Linked DNA regions of Gossypium hirsutum: region 1 is linked to region 2. A link is a contact called in public Hi-C data. All regions are on one chromosome and are shown on one strand. The core of a region is the stretch at or near the end of the contact, and the rest is flanking DNA. Distances in the headings are between cores, read along the strand shown. Region 1 holds the start of LOC107912781 (histone deacetylase HDT1). Region 2 holds the start of LOC107889042 (protein RETICULATA-RELATED 1, chloroplastic).

Region 1 (5,800 bases), core at 1,739-4,238, 210 kb after region 2:
ATGGACCTTTTTCTATATGCAAAAATTCTAACTCTTCAGTCAGAAATTTTAGTATAACTCAATTTTTGGTATGTCCTTTTCTTTGGAGTGCAGCTTAATTTCCCGTAACTTGCATTAATCATTTCAAAGACAATAGCTTGCCACTTTTCTCATGTGTTATTGTTGTGGCGGATATTACAATTTTATACGCCTACTATTATGTATTTATCTTCATACAATATAAGCCCTGGAATACGGATTTTCTTCTACTACTTTGTTCTTTCAATTATATTTATCCTTTAGTCGTTTAGTAAAATGAATGCATTAAAGCTTGCTGTGCATTCCTAAAAATGATAGCACATTTTGCATTACCACATGAAATTATTATCATTTTACCAGTTGAAATAGTTAATGGTTAACTATATGATGAATAAGCATTGCCATTCAACATTTCGTTATCCAAAAAAAAATACAAAAGTTTTAACTTCTATAGGCTCCAAAAACATAAACATCAAATTTAATGCCAGAAAAAAAAAACACGACTAAAATAGTAAACGATTTGAGATACGCAACATTACACCCTAAATATATAATTTGCCAAAACAATAAGCTTTCAATCAGAAGCAAGGGGACTCAATTGCCTTTTTTAGACAATAAACTACCAGTTTACTAAGAAAAGCATAATCTCTCAAAAATTAAACATGCACATAAGAGCATGTAATATCATCTCATTTGCCACCATGCTTGGCCTTCTTGTGGGACTCTAGACCACCCTCGGAACCAAAGGACCTGTTCATGGTGAATGGAGGAAGTTAGTTAAGAAACCAAACCGATTCAAAACAAAATTGGAAGCAGTTCTAAAAGTTATAGGCAAGTACTTGCTACAAGATCCACAAGAGAATTGACCACCAGACTTTGGACTCTTTCCAGAAGTTTTCCCAGCTTGCTTTGATGGGTGTGGGGTTGCAGTGTGACCACCCTTCTTACCATCTGCAAGAGCAAGGAATAATGAAATCATAAGATCTTAAAGAAATGGATGCCAGATCAAGGTAAACCATTGCCAAAAACATGTCAAAACCATATATGATACGGCAGAGTTTCATGTGAACTATGAGAAAAGACCTGTTTTCTGAGGTGTCGCTGCAGGTTTAGCCTTCTTTGCAGAAACAGGTGTTGCAGCTTCTGCCGGTCTCTTTTTGCTCGACTCAACCTTGAAATCCAGAGACATAAATTTACATCAACTGAATCAGGTCAGATTGAACAATCAAGTACCAGTTAGAACCCACAAAACGTACCTTCTTAGGTGTCTCCTCATCCTCATCATCTGAACTTTCATCCACAGACATCTGTCCAGAAGAACAGAAAAATTCAATCCAAATTTCTCAATCACTACTTCAACTAGAGAAAAACAAATCCTTAAAAATTATCAAACTGAAGTCATTGACAATAAAATTAAAGTCATATCAAACAAAACACCACTCAGAACAAAGGAAAAACATTCAATATGAAATTATGGTTTTGCTTAGTTTTGAGAAAAGGACCTCTTCATCTTCATCATCAGAACCACTTCCATCCTCGGAATCACTATCATCATCATCGTCCTCATTTTTCTTGTTATCACTTGGTTCAGTTATCTTGACAGCTTGTTTTACAGCATCAGGTTTCCCAGCATTAGCCGTTTTTGCATCTGTCTTAGCTTTTCCTGTAATGGAAGAAAATGTTTGCAGGTTGAAAGTGCAAATTAGTAGAATCTTCAATTATTGATACTAAATTCCAGTACACAAAGAGAACTAACCGTTTTCAGCAGCCACAGGAAGTTCCTCATCCTCGCTACTTTCTTCCTCACTATCTGTATATAAGAATAATATGCATGAGAAAAACTTGATTAAAGCAATTTGCAATTAGGCAAAAGATATATTCCATTACTCACCAAATTCATCATCAGAGGTGACAGAAAACAGCATAGAAGTCAAGGAAGCACAAGATTTCACAGGCAAAATTCACATTAAAAAAATAAGTTTGGTTATTACAAAAAAGAAAAACAAAATAATTGCTATTGATAAAAGGATATCCTTCCTCTGGGACAAAAGTTCTGTAACCAAGGAAATAGACGCTCCCATTTTTCCAGTTGTGAGAGAGCTCAAAGCCTTGCTCAAATACTAAATCAAAACACAATTGCGGGCAATTCTGGTGGGAAAGTGTTCCGAGAACGAGTTTCTTCCCATTAACATTCACATAGAGAGGAACCGACTCTGCTTTGTTCTTTGACTCACCAAGTGTTGCCTAAAACATAAGGCAACAAAGCAGATGATTTTAGACAAACAACAATAGATAACAACATCAAGTTAGACAGTTTCCAACCTGGGAAAGATGGATGACATGACTGGCACCAGGGTCCGTTTTAATAGGCTGTCCAGCTTTAACTTCAATACCTAATAGTAGCATAAAAGATGATCCAATTTGATTAACCCAATTTGAAATAAAAACAATATGTCCATGTCTCAAGTATAATCCTGAAAAATATAATTTGCATATAATCATTTTCAACAAGCTACCATCCAATGACAAAATAATTACCATGTGTCAAATCATACTGATAAATCTCAAATAATGAAACCAGCAACTGATGCTATTAGCGTTGACAACAGTAAACCCAAAACCCAATCAAACACGGCCACAAAAACAAGCTTCCCATTGAAAGAGAGAAGTTCAAATAAAACCCAAGGGAAAGCTAGCATCATTTCATTAGAATTTTTTAAAAAAAAAATCAAAGCTTCAAAAAGTAAAAGAAACATAAACATAAAATCGAAGAGAGATAAGTAAAAGAAAGAATGGGTTACCCCAGAACTCCATTGATGAGGATGATGAAAGACGAGTGAGAGGACTAAGGTTTTAGTGGCGTCTGAGAACTAGGGTTTTACGAGGAGTGGGAGAAGGTGAGAGTAAAAACACGCCTTCCAAAGAAGAGAGTGGAATTGAATGGCAATCGAAATGAATTTATATGATAGTTGCCGCTTATTTTATTTCTAGGGTTTTTAAAAAAAAAATTATTTCTTTTCAATATTCAAGGATTTGTTTGTGAAGGCTTCCTTTTCGGACTGACCCAATTATGATCAACCCATATGTTTTGTAAAGCCCATAATAAGCCCATCACTAAAACTATCTACAAATACCTAAAGACTAGGCCTCATATCTCCATATCAATATCACTCTTTTATCTAGGTTGTTTGGCACTTAAAATTGGGGTTTTAAAAAAATTAATTGAGTTTTAGCTTGATTAGTATGGGTATTGTTGTCAATACAGAAGGATGTGAGTTCAAATGTACTAAAACACATTATCCTCTTATTTATAGGTTGGGAGGAGTTATGGATTTTAGGCATTGTGTAAAAAAAATATTAGAACTTATAATGAAATTGTTCAAAAAAATATTTGGGTAAAAAAAATTGGCCGCGTTCAATGACCGACACCTCAGCAAATTTTCACTCCACAAGTAAAGTTAAGATTTTGATATGTGACCTTAAATTGCATTTAAAAATTTAAGGGATAAATTTCAAAACTATACATAAATTATGATTTAATGTGTAAATTTATACACGAAATTTTGATTTGATCAAATTCTCACAAATCATTAATACAATTATTGATATAGCATTATTTTATGTTTATATATTGCATACACATATAATTATATTTATCCAATATAAAAATAAATTTGATTATTTATTTCTTTAAATGTGTATGACTGAATCAAAATTAAAGTTTCATGTATGTATTTGAACCACAATCGAAGTTACATGTATATAATTATATTAAATTAAAATTCATATATCAAATCACACATTGAATAAAGTCTTAAAATTTATCTCGAAATTTAAAAAATAAAAATAAAATATGTGATAAAATTTCAAAGGGAGTTAAATAATTCACGGCCAATATACCAAACTTGTTGATTTAGAAAATATAAATTTCGTAATAATATTTCTAAGTGAACTGAAATTGCATTTATTACATGAAAGCAATTCTTACGTAAGAATTATATTTTTTAATTACAAGAAATTTCAATACGTAGTAATATATTTACAAGAATTTATAATAGGAATGATATATTTAAGGTTCGTATGTACAAACATTAGTATTATTTTAGGATTTGATGTAAGTAAAGGAATTAAATTTTAAATTTTTAAAAGTATTAGGGACTATTATATTAAAATTAAAATTCTATAGATTAGTAATTATTATATTGCTAATCATGTTTTGTGTTATTTTACCTATTATTTTAAATATAATTTTTTAAAATTAAATAGTAAACTATTCCACAAATAATTATATTTTTAATTTTTTATTTTATTATAAAATATAATTTAATTAGTTTTTAATAATATAAATAAACAATTTTTTATCTAAGAGTAAAATTTTCATTTGCAATCTATTCCTTGTATATTCCTTATCATTACTCTATCAAACCAAACAATATAATATTATGTTATTATTGTATTCCATTCCCACCTAATAGACTATTCAATTCTTGTTCTATTCCAATTTAAATAACCAATCGTGCTATTCAAATTCCCTTCTTCTTTTTTTTTTTGTGAAAGTAAAACATTATCTAACTAATTACATAGAAGTACTTTGAAAAGAAAACCCTTTGCCTTATCTGTTTGTAGGAGATCTAGTACTATCGTAGAAAGGAGGTCAAAATTTTACAATTTTTCTTTTTTACCAAAGTTAGTTTGGCTAAGCAATTCGTAGCTTAATTTTGCTCTCTAAGCATGTAATGTAAGAGCCATTGTTTTTCTTGTGCCAAGATGTTTTGAATTCTTCTAATCAAAGAAGTTCGATGTGATGGAAACACTTCCTTAGATAGTTTTAATGACCTCCAAGCTGTCATATTAGATTATGACCTTGTCATGACCTCTGCGTTAGATAAGCTAGAGGCCCTCCAAAATGGTCCAAAGTTCGGTATAAAAAATCGAGCACTTCCCGATATATCGGTTATGCCCAGAGATCAACTCTCCATTATCATCACGAATTACTCCCACAAATGTTGCGTTTCCTTAGTCCAATTGTATATAAAATTGTAACGCCCCATACCCAAGACCGTTGCCGGAGTCGAACACGAGGTGTTAACAGACTTATTTCATTTATTAACACAGTTCACTTTAAAATTCCAGACAAGCTGGTTAACTGCATCACAGTCACTTTAAAAATCATATCTCGAGTTCCAAAACTCGAAAACTGATTCTGTAAATTTTCCCTGAAACTAGACTCATATATCCATCCACAAAATTTTTTCTAGAATTTTTGGTCGGGCCAATTAGTACAGTTTATTAGTTAAAGTCTCCCCTGTTACAGGGTTTGACCATTCTGACCTTCGTGCATTACGACTTGGATATCTCCCTGTACAGGGCTTCAATACTTATGCCGTTTGTTTCTAAAGAAACTAGACTCGAAAAGGAATCTATACATATAAGACATGACTTCTAATTATCTCTGGTTAATTTATAATGAATTTCCAAAGTCAGATCAGGGGATCCAGAAATTGCTCTAGCCCTGTTTTACTAAAACTTAAATATCTCTTAAAATAGGACTCATATGATCGTTTCGTTTATCCCATATGAAAGTAGATTCATCAAGGTTCTATTACATAATTTATTCACTATTTAATTCCATTCTTACTATTTTTAGTGATTTTTCAAATCCACACCACTGCTGCTGTCAGCATCTGTTTTTAAGGTGGACTTTACCTATTTCATAGTTTCCATGATTCAACTAGCCCTTTTAGCATATATAGCACAAAAATATGATCATGATTAACCAATC
Region 2 (5,969 bases), core at 76-2,575:
GAAGCTGAAAGTGCTCCTACGGGTCAGGGGATTGCCCCAACAGAGATAGCTGGTAATGTGACTGCCACTGGTGAAACCAGCCAGCGGATTGTTCAAAGAGATGGATGGGTGACAATTGTACGTGAAAATCAAGTTTTAAAAGTGGATATGGAAAGGATGAGGTCTAGAGTTGGAGAACTTGAAGACAAAGTCAGTAAAATAAAGCTAGAAATGAAAAAAGTGAAAAAATCACGTAACTCACTCAGTTCCCCCTGTATAGTTGCTGGGAAATTCGGATGCAAGCCTCTTTCAAAATCCTCAGATTCTCAAACGGATGTTGTTGGCAGCACAGGACTAACTCCAAGACCATCATTCGAGCAACCACATTCTTCCCGTCATTCCGGGCATCGAAAAAGTTTATCCTTGTTCCGAGATTTAACACTTGGAAGCTAACATCATCTTTTCAACATACAAACAGCAGGTGGGTGCTCTTTCAAAAGTCACTCCCTAACAAAAGATTTTCTTGTGTTGTACATGAAATAGTAAAAAAAGGGGTTCATATCACCTATAGTTTTGGTGTTTACACTTTGAAATCTTCACCATTCATGATTTTTATTTTGGGATCATTAAGGTTTGATGTGGAGGGGCATAATTTTCATGAATGGTCAAGATTTCATGTGATCTGTAGGTGATATGAAGCTTTAATAGCTTTGTTTGAGTCCATTAAATTGGATAGGTATATTCATTTAGGATGTTGAAAATTCACAGGCTTGAAAGTTAATAGGTGTAGCCCTACATTTTCTGTATTGGTGCCATTATAGAAGTAAATATGATTCCATTGGTTTACATGTATAGCTCTGTAAATCTAAGTTATAGGTTTGCTTTTTTGGCCAGTGTTGTAACTTATTTAAATATTCAGTGTATACACACATGTATAAGGATGTTTGAATAAATGTTTGTGAAAACCTTGAATCATTCTCTATCTGAAAACGTTTACTTTTCAATTTCGATTTGAACTCTGAAAATCGAACTCAAACACTATTTTGTCCAAATTGATGATTTACAAAAACAGCAAAATCTTTATTGACTTACAAATTAGAAATTGTCTAAATTACTTTTATATTTTAAATATGACATCTCAATTCAACGCCGTCGCTTTGGCCGAGTGGTTAAGGCGTGTGCCTGCTAAGTACATGGGTTTCACCCGCGAGAGTTCGAATCTCTCAGGCGACGATTTAAATTTTAAAATTTTTTCCACTATCAGATTTTTATTTTTTTGCCACGTCGATACCTTCCTCTACCCGCGTAGTACTTGATCAGAACTCCAATCACTCCGGGGAAGCCCTGTCTCGTTTCGAAGTTCAAAATCAAACACAAATGTCAATTCCAAGGCCCGCTTTATTGTTCTTTACTTTCTTTTACTCCCCCCAATTTTTGCTTCGCTGCCGTCTTTCAACTCTATATCTCCGGTCTCCGTGTTGGAAATGTCAATTTCATCAGCCCCAAGCTTCAACGTCTCAACTTTCTCCAATGGCGGAGCTAACTGTACAACTACGAATAAGGTGATAGGGACTAGAGCTTTCGCTTGTCTTAAATATATTAATAGCATCGAATCTCGTTTGAAATTAACTTCACCGGTATTAGTTCATACGCTCGTTTTAACTTTCACGAACCGCGACCTTTCGGTTCGCTGCGTTAGGCCGGATTCTACGGGGAACACTATTAGTGGTTCACTGGAAGGGGAAAAAGGTAATTTTGATGATGAATCTAGGGTTTTAGAGATTGGAAGCGGTGATCGACAGATAGATGACTTCGGCGGCGGCGGAGATAATGGAGGCGGTGGTTCATTCGGTGGCGGCGATGGCGGTGAAGGTGACAGTGAAGATGAAAGAGAGTTTGGGCCAATATTGAAGTTTGAGGATGTGATGAAGGAAGTGGAAGCTAGAGGAGTGGAGCTGCCTCCAGACATGATGGAAGCTGCGAAAAGGAATGGAATCCGGAAATTGTTCCTTCTTCGTTACTTGGATTTGCAGGTCGGATTATAAAGCTTTTACTTTTACTCTTTTTTTGTTGTTGCTTTTGTTTGATTGATGAGAAAATGGAGGGAAAATAAACTGAAATAAAAGTGTGAATCTTCATTTTTAAGGAATTTGCTTACACAAGCAACTAATAGAGAAATTTGCTTCATTTGATATTGAGTAATAGTACAATTTCTTATCATGGTGTTTAATCAGGAATAACTGTATTTTAGGGTCAAAAAGTACTTTAAATTTTTGTTTAGGTCAATTGAATACTAATGCACATTAAGGATAAAAAATGGCTTAGATTGGGTTGGTTCTTGTTAGTTTCCTCTGTTTTACTTTTACATTTGCAGCAGTTAATTGTTTTTATCATTTTTTTTATGAGTAGGCTATCTTATGCTCTCACTTTTCTTTTACCTTGTTGACAGGAATCAGTTTGGCCACTTGGCTTTTTAATAAAATACTGCTCTATGCTCCGGAACCGAATGCTAGCTGATGCTTCATTTCTTTTCAAAGTTGGAACCGAGGTTTGTTGAGTGTCATTTTTATATTTATTCGCAGGGTTAGCTAAACGTTAATGTTTTCTGAAAGTTTTTCATAACCATGTTAAGGCATTATGAATGTACTACCAAGTGACTATTTACATTAACCATATACCTTGGTGCCTGTCTCCTCATTATGCTGTGACTAGCATGATAAGCCTAACTGTAGTTTAGGGGCATGTAGTTGTGGTTGGTGCTTCAGTTTTCCACTTTTGATTTTTTTCTTTTGATGACATGATGCAGATAGTAATTGATTCTGGCTGCGCAACATATGCGGAAATGAAGAAAAGGGGAAAGGATTTTTGGGCAGAGTTTGAGTTGTACTTTGCCGATCTTTTGGTCGGTATAGTGGTTGACATTGCTTTGGTTAGTATGTTAGCACCATATGCTCGTTTTGGTCAACCATCCGCATCCAGAGGATTATTTGGTAGCTTCCAGCGTGCTGCTTCTGTTCTTCCTAGCAGGTTATTATAACATAACAACAGCTTTTGTCTTATGAAATTCTGAGCTCCTAGTTTCATGTTTGAATTTTATGTATTCCTTTGAGTTTGTTCATTGGTAGATACTCTCGCTGTTTGATAGTACAGTAGATTTCATGCTAGAGATATTTGTTCTTTAGGTAAAACAAAAAATTTTAATTTTGCTCTTTTCTTGCTTTATGTGTTTTTCTTGCCTCCTATCTAGTTCCAACTTTATATTTTACTCAGATTTAAATAATTTTTAAGACAATGTCAACTGTTCTGCTATTGCAGTGTTTTTGAAGCTGAAAGACCAGGATGTAAATTCTCAGTGAAACAACGGATTGCAACATATTTTTATAAGGTACCCAGAGCTGAGTAATCAATGAATTATATGGAATGTTGAAGCAGGGAGGTGATATTGCTTCATGTTCTGATTAAATGATGATGTCTCATTTAGTTAGCCCTTAGAGAATTGTTGTAGAGTATCATTTTCTTGCAGCGTCATAGCTCTTTGCATTTCCTCATACGGTTCCACTGCCAGTGTCTTCTGCTGTTAATGTAACATTTTTTTCCTCTTCAAAAAAAAGGAAAAGAAAAGAAGGATCAAGAACATTTTCTGTTTTTAGCTTATTTGTTGGCTTATTTTGGATCCAGGGTGTTTTGTATGGCTCAGTAGGGTTCGGCTGTGGTATTGTTGGCCAAGGCATTGCAAATCTGGTAATGACTGCCAAAAGGTACAGTTTTCTCATTGATACTTGTACCTTTTCATGGTTCACCGGTTATACTCAAGACTGTCTTGGCGTTTTTTCCTGCCCAAATTTCAATGTTTTTTCCTTCAATAATTTGGGTTTACAATGGAGTATGTAGGCAATCTAATTGCCTATTCCACTTCTTAGTCCCATCTTTCATCTTGGAATGATTTGAGTTGAGGTGCTTTATCTGAAAGCATTTATAGTATTGACTGTTTTTGTCATTTCCTGTTGAGGTATTTCTCACTTGTATAACTCTTCTAAATGATCAGGAGCATAAGGAAATCAGATGAGGACATTCCTATCCCACCTCTTCTAAAAAGTGCTGCTCTTTGGGGTATGTTTAAGCCTATTAAGATTCCGACTTTTAACTTCAGTCTCGTACTTCTTAATCGTTCTTTACTCCTGACGACCATTTCATTCAGTGCTCGAAGTAGTTGGAGCCTTGAATGCTATTTAAATAACTGAAAATCGGTTTTTATCTCGATCCTGCTTAACGGTTTGCCATCTTTATCAGGTGTTTTCCTCGCTCTATCTTCCAACACCCGTTATCAAATTATTAATGGATTAGAGCGTCTGGTAGAAGCATCACCAGTGGCGAAGCAGGTTCCACCAGTTGCAATGGCCTTCACGGTAGGTGTGCGGTTTGCCAATAATATATATGGTGGTATGCAATTTGTAGATTGGGCCAAATGGAGTGGAGTGCAATAGAGCAAAGCATATCCATCTTTCTGCCAGATCGGAAGACCCACCACCAGCCAGTGTGGCCATGACAATCACAAAAATGACACCCAGAGATAGGAACAAAATTAAAGAATTAGATACATAGGGGTGGTTGAATGATTTTTTCCATTAAGAGAAGCTTTCTTTTCTTCATCTTCATCAGGCTTTCTATCATGACAAGCCATTTGCATGGATTACGAAAATTCCGTGTTTTAGGTCAGTATTGCTGTTCATGTGGAGTTTTCTTTTTTTAGAAAATTCCCCTCTTAATACTTGGACTTATAAATTTTTTTAACTGGGTTTTTCTGAATAAATTAAAATATAAACTAAATATGTGTTGGATATATCAGTTTTTTTTTTCAAGTTACAGGCATAGGGAAAATTACTTGTTCAATTTTGATGCAGTTGACAAAACGGTTATTCTAGTTTTAATTCGATCACTCAACTTTTGAAAAATAACAAGATAGTGATTTTAACCATTTTTTGTCACAAACATAACGGAAAAGTGACATGGCATTTAACGAAGTCCTTGTTGTCATTAATCGGCTAGTTGGATGGTTAGCATCAATTTAAACAACCCAATTTATCACCAATTTAGGGTTTAAGCAATAGAAGAAGAGAAAAAGAAGAATAGGAGGAGAAGAAATGGAGTTGTTGACCTTGTGACCCGATTCAAATTCCTTCCAAAGGATTGGGCTTACCTCACCTCAACCTTAGTTTTCACTTGTTGGCATTTGGTTGTCCCTTTGGAATAACCGCTTCCTTTGTTCTGAAAATCATGAGTTCAATTGATTGTTTGGTTTGTCTGTATGTTCTCCTTGTTTTGCTTCTGATTTTGTTTTATGCAACTTGATAATGTTGGTAATGGAGTTTCTCCTCTTTTGTTATTCTTCTTTTAATTTTGTTTTACTTCTGATTTTGTTTGGATGCTACCTTTTTGTTTATATCATATCATATCTCAAACTTGATAAGTTGCTTCGGAAGATTTTCCTCTTATCGATTTGGTTGTGAGTACTGATAGTTTGACCCCAAATTTCCTTCAATCCCATTTCAATCTGGTTTTTTTTAAATTAATGACTTGGGGCAGCAGAAAAAGACAGTCGGATCCCAACTGTGGTGGCTCCTCCATTAGGGGTTGAAAAAGAAAAAAAAGATAGGGTGGTGGTTTGAAGGTCAACGATGGTGACGCCAAAGATGGTTGTGGCAGAGGCGTCGACGGTAAGATTCTTGGGATAGAGAGGAAGAAGTATAAACATATTGGGCCATTTACGCAAAAAGTAAAAAAAAATATTGGGTCATTTATTAAAAAAACAGTCACTCAACTTTGGCTCGTCCAACATGGCAAGTTAACTGGCCATGTTAGCTAGATAACTGGTCACGTCACCTGTCCAGTCAGGTCTATAACGGAAAGTGTTAATGGGTGATTAATTTGTCACTTTTCGATATCATTAGTAACTGTTTTGTTATTTTTCGAAAGTTGAGTGACTGAATTGA

Evidence for each region. A called contact is a pair of places that touch in the nucleus more often than the background predicts.
Region 1: a contact with region 2 is called in a Hi-C map of leaf, with 3 times the contacts expected there. The contact joins the promoter of LOC107912781 here to the promoter of LOC107889042 in region 2. A contact is called at or near these places in 2 of 34 Hi-C or Micro-C datasets (both in leaf).

Annotation. Positions count from the first base shown.
Region 1 is chrA09:64,597,853-64,603,652 of Gossypium_hirsutum_v2.1, forward strand. LOC107912781 (histone deacetylase HDT1) reads right to left here and starts at 2,989. Exons shown (of 10, transcript XM_016841107.2): 1 at 2,820-2,989; 2 at 2,341-2,411; 3 at 2,051-2,262; 4 at 1,910-1,926; 5 at 1,775-1,828; 6 at 1,521-1,681; 7 at 1,275-1,325; 8 at 1,102-1,189; 9 at 858-969; 10 at 404-768. The coding sequence starts at 2,832. The coding sequence ends at 708.
Region 2 is chrA09:64,386,329-64,392,297 of Gossypium_hirsutum_v2.1, forward strand. LOC107889042 (protein RETICULATA-RELATED 1, chloroplastic) reads left to right here and starts at 1,326. Exons shown (of 7, transcript XM_016813340.2): 1 at 1,326-2,012; 2 at 2,429-2,527; 3 at 2,786-3,006; 4 at 3,295-3,364; 5 at 3,658-3,737; 6 at 4,025-4,089; 7 at 4,270-4,806. The coding sequence starts at 1,464. The coding sequence ends at 4,463. It overlaps LOC107889043 (BTB/POZ domain-containing protein At3g44820), which reads left to right. Exons shown (of 4, transcript XM_041076423.1): 4 at 1-954. The coding sequence ends at 432. It overlaps TRNAS-GCU (transfer RNA serine (anticodon GCU)), which reads left to right and starts at 1,131; the gene lies at 1,131-1,212.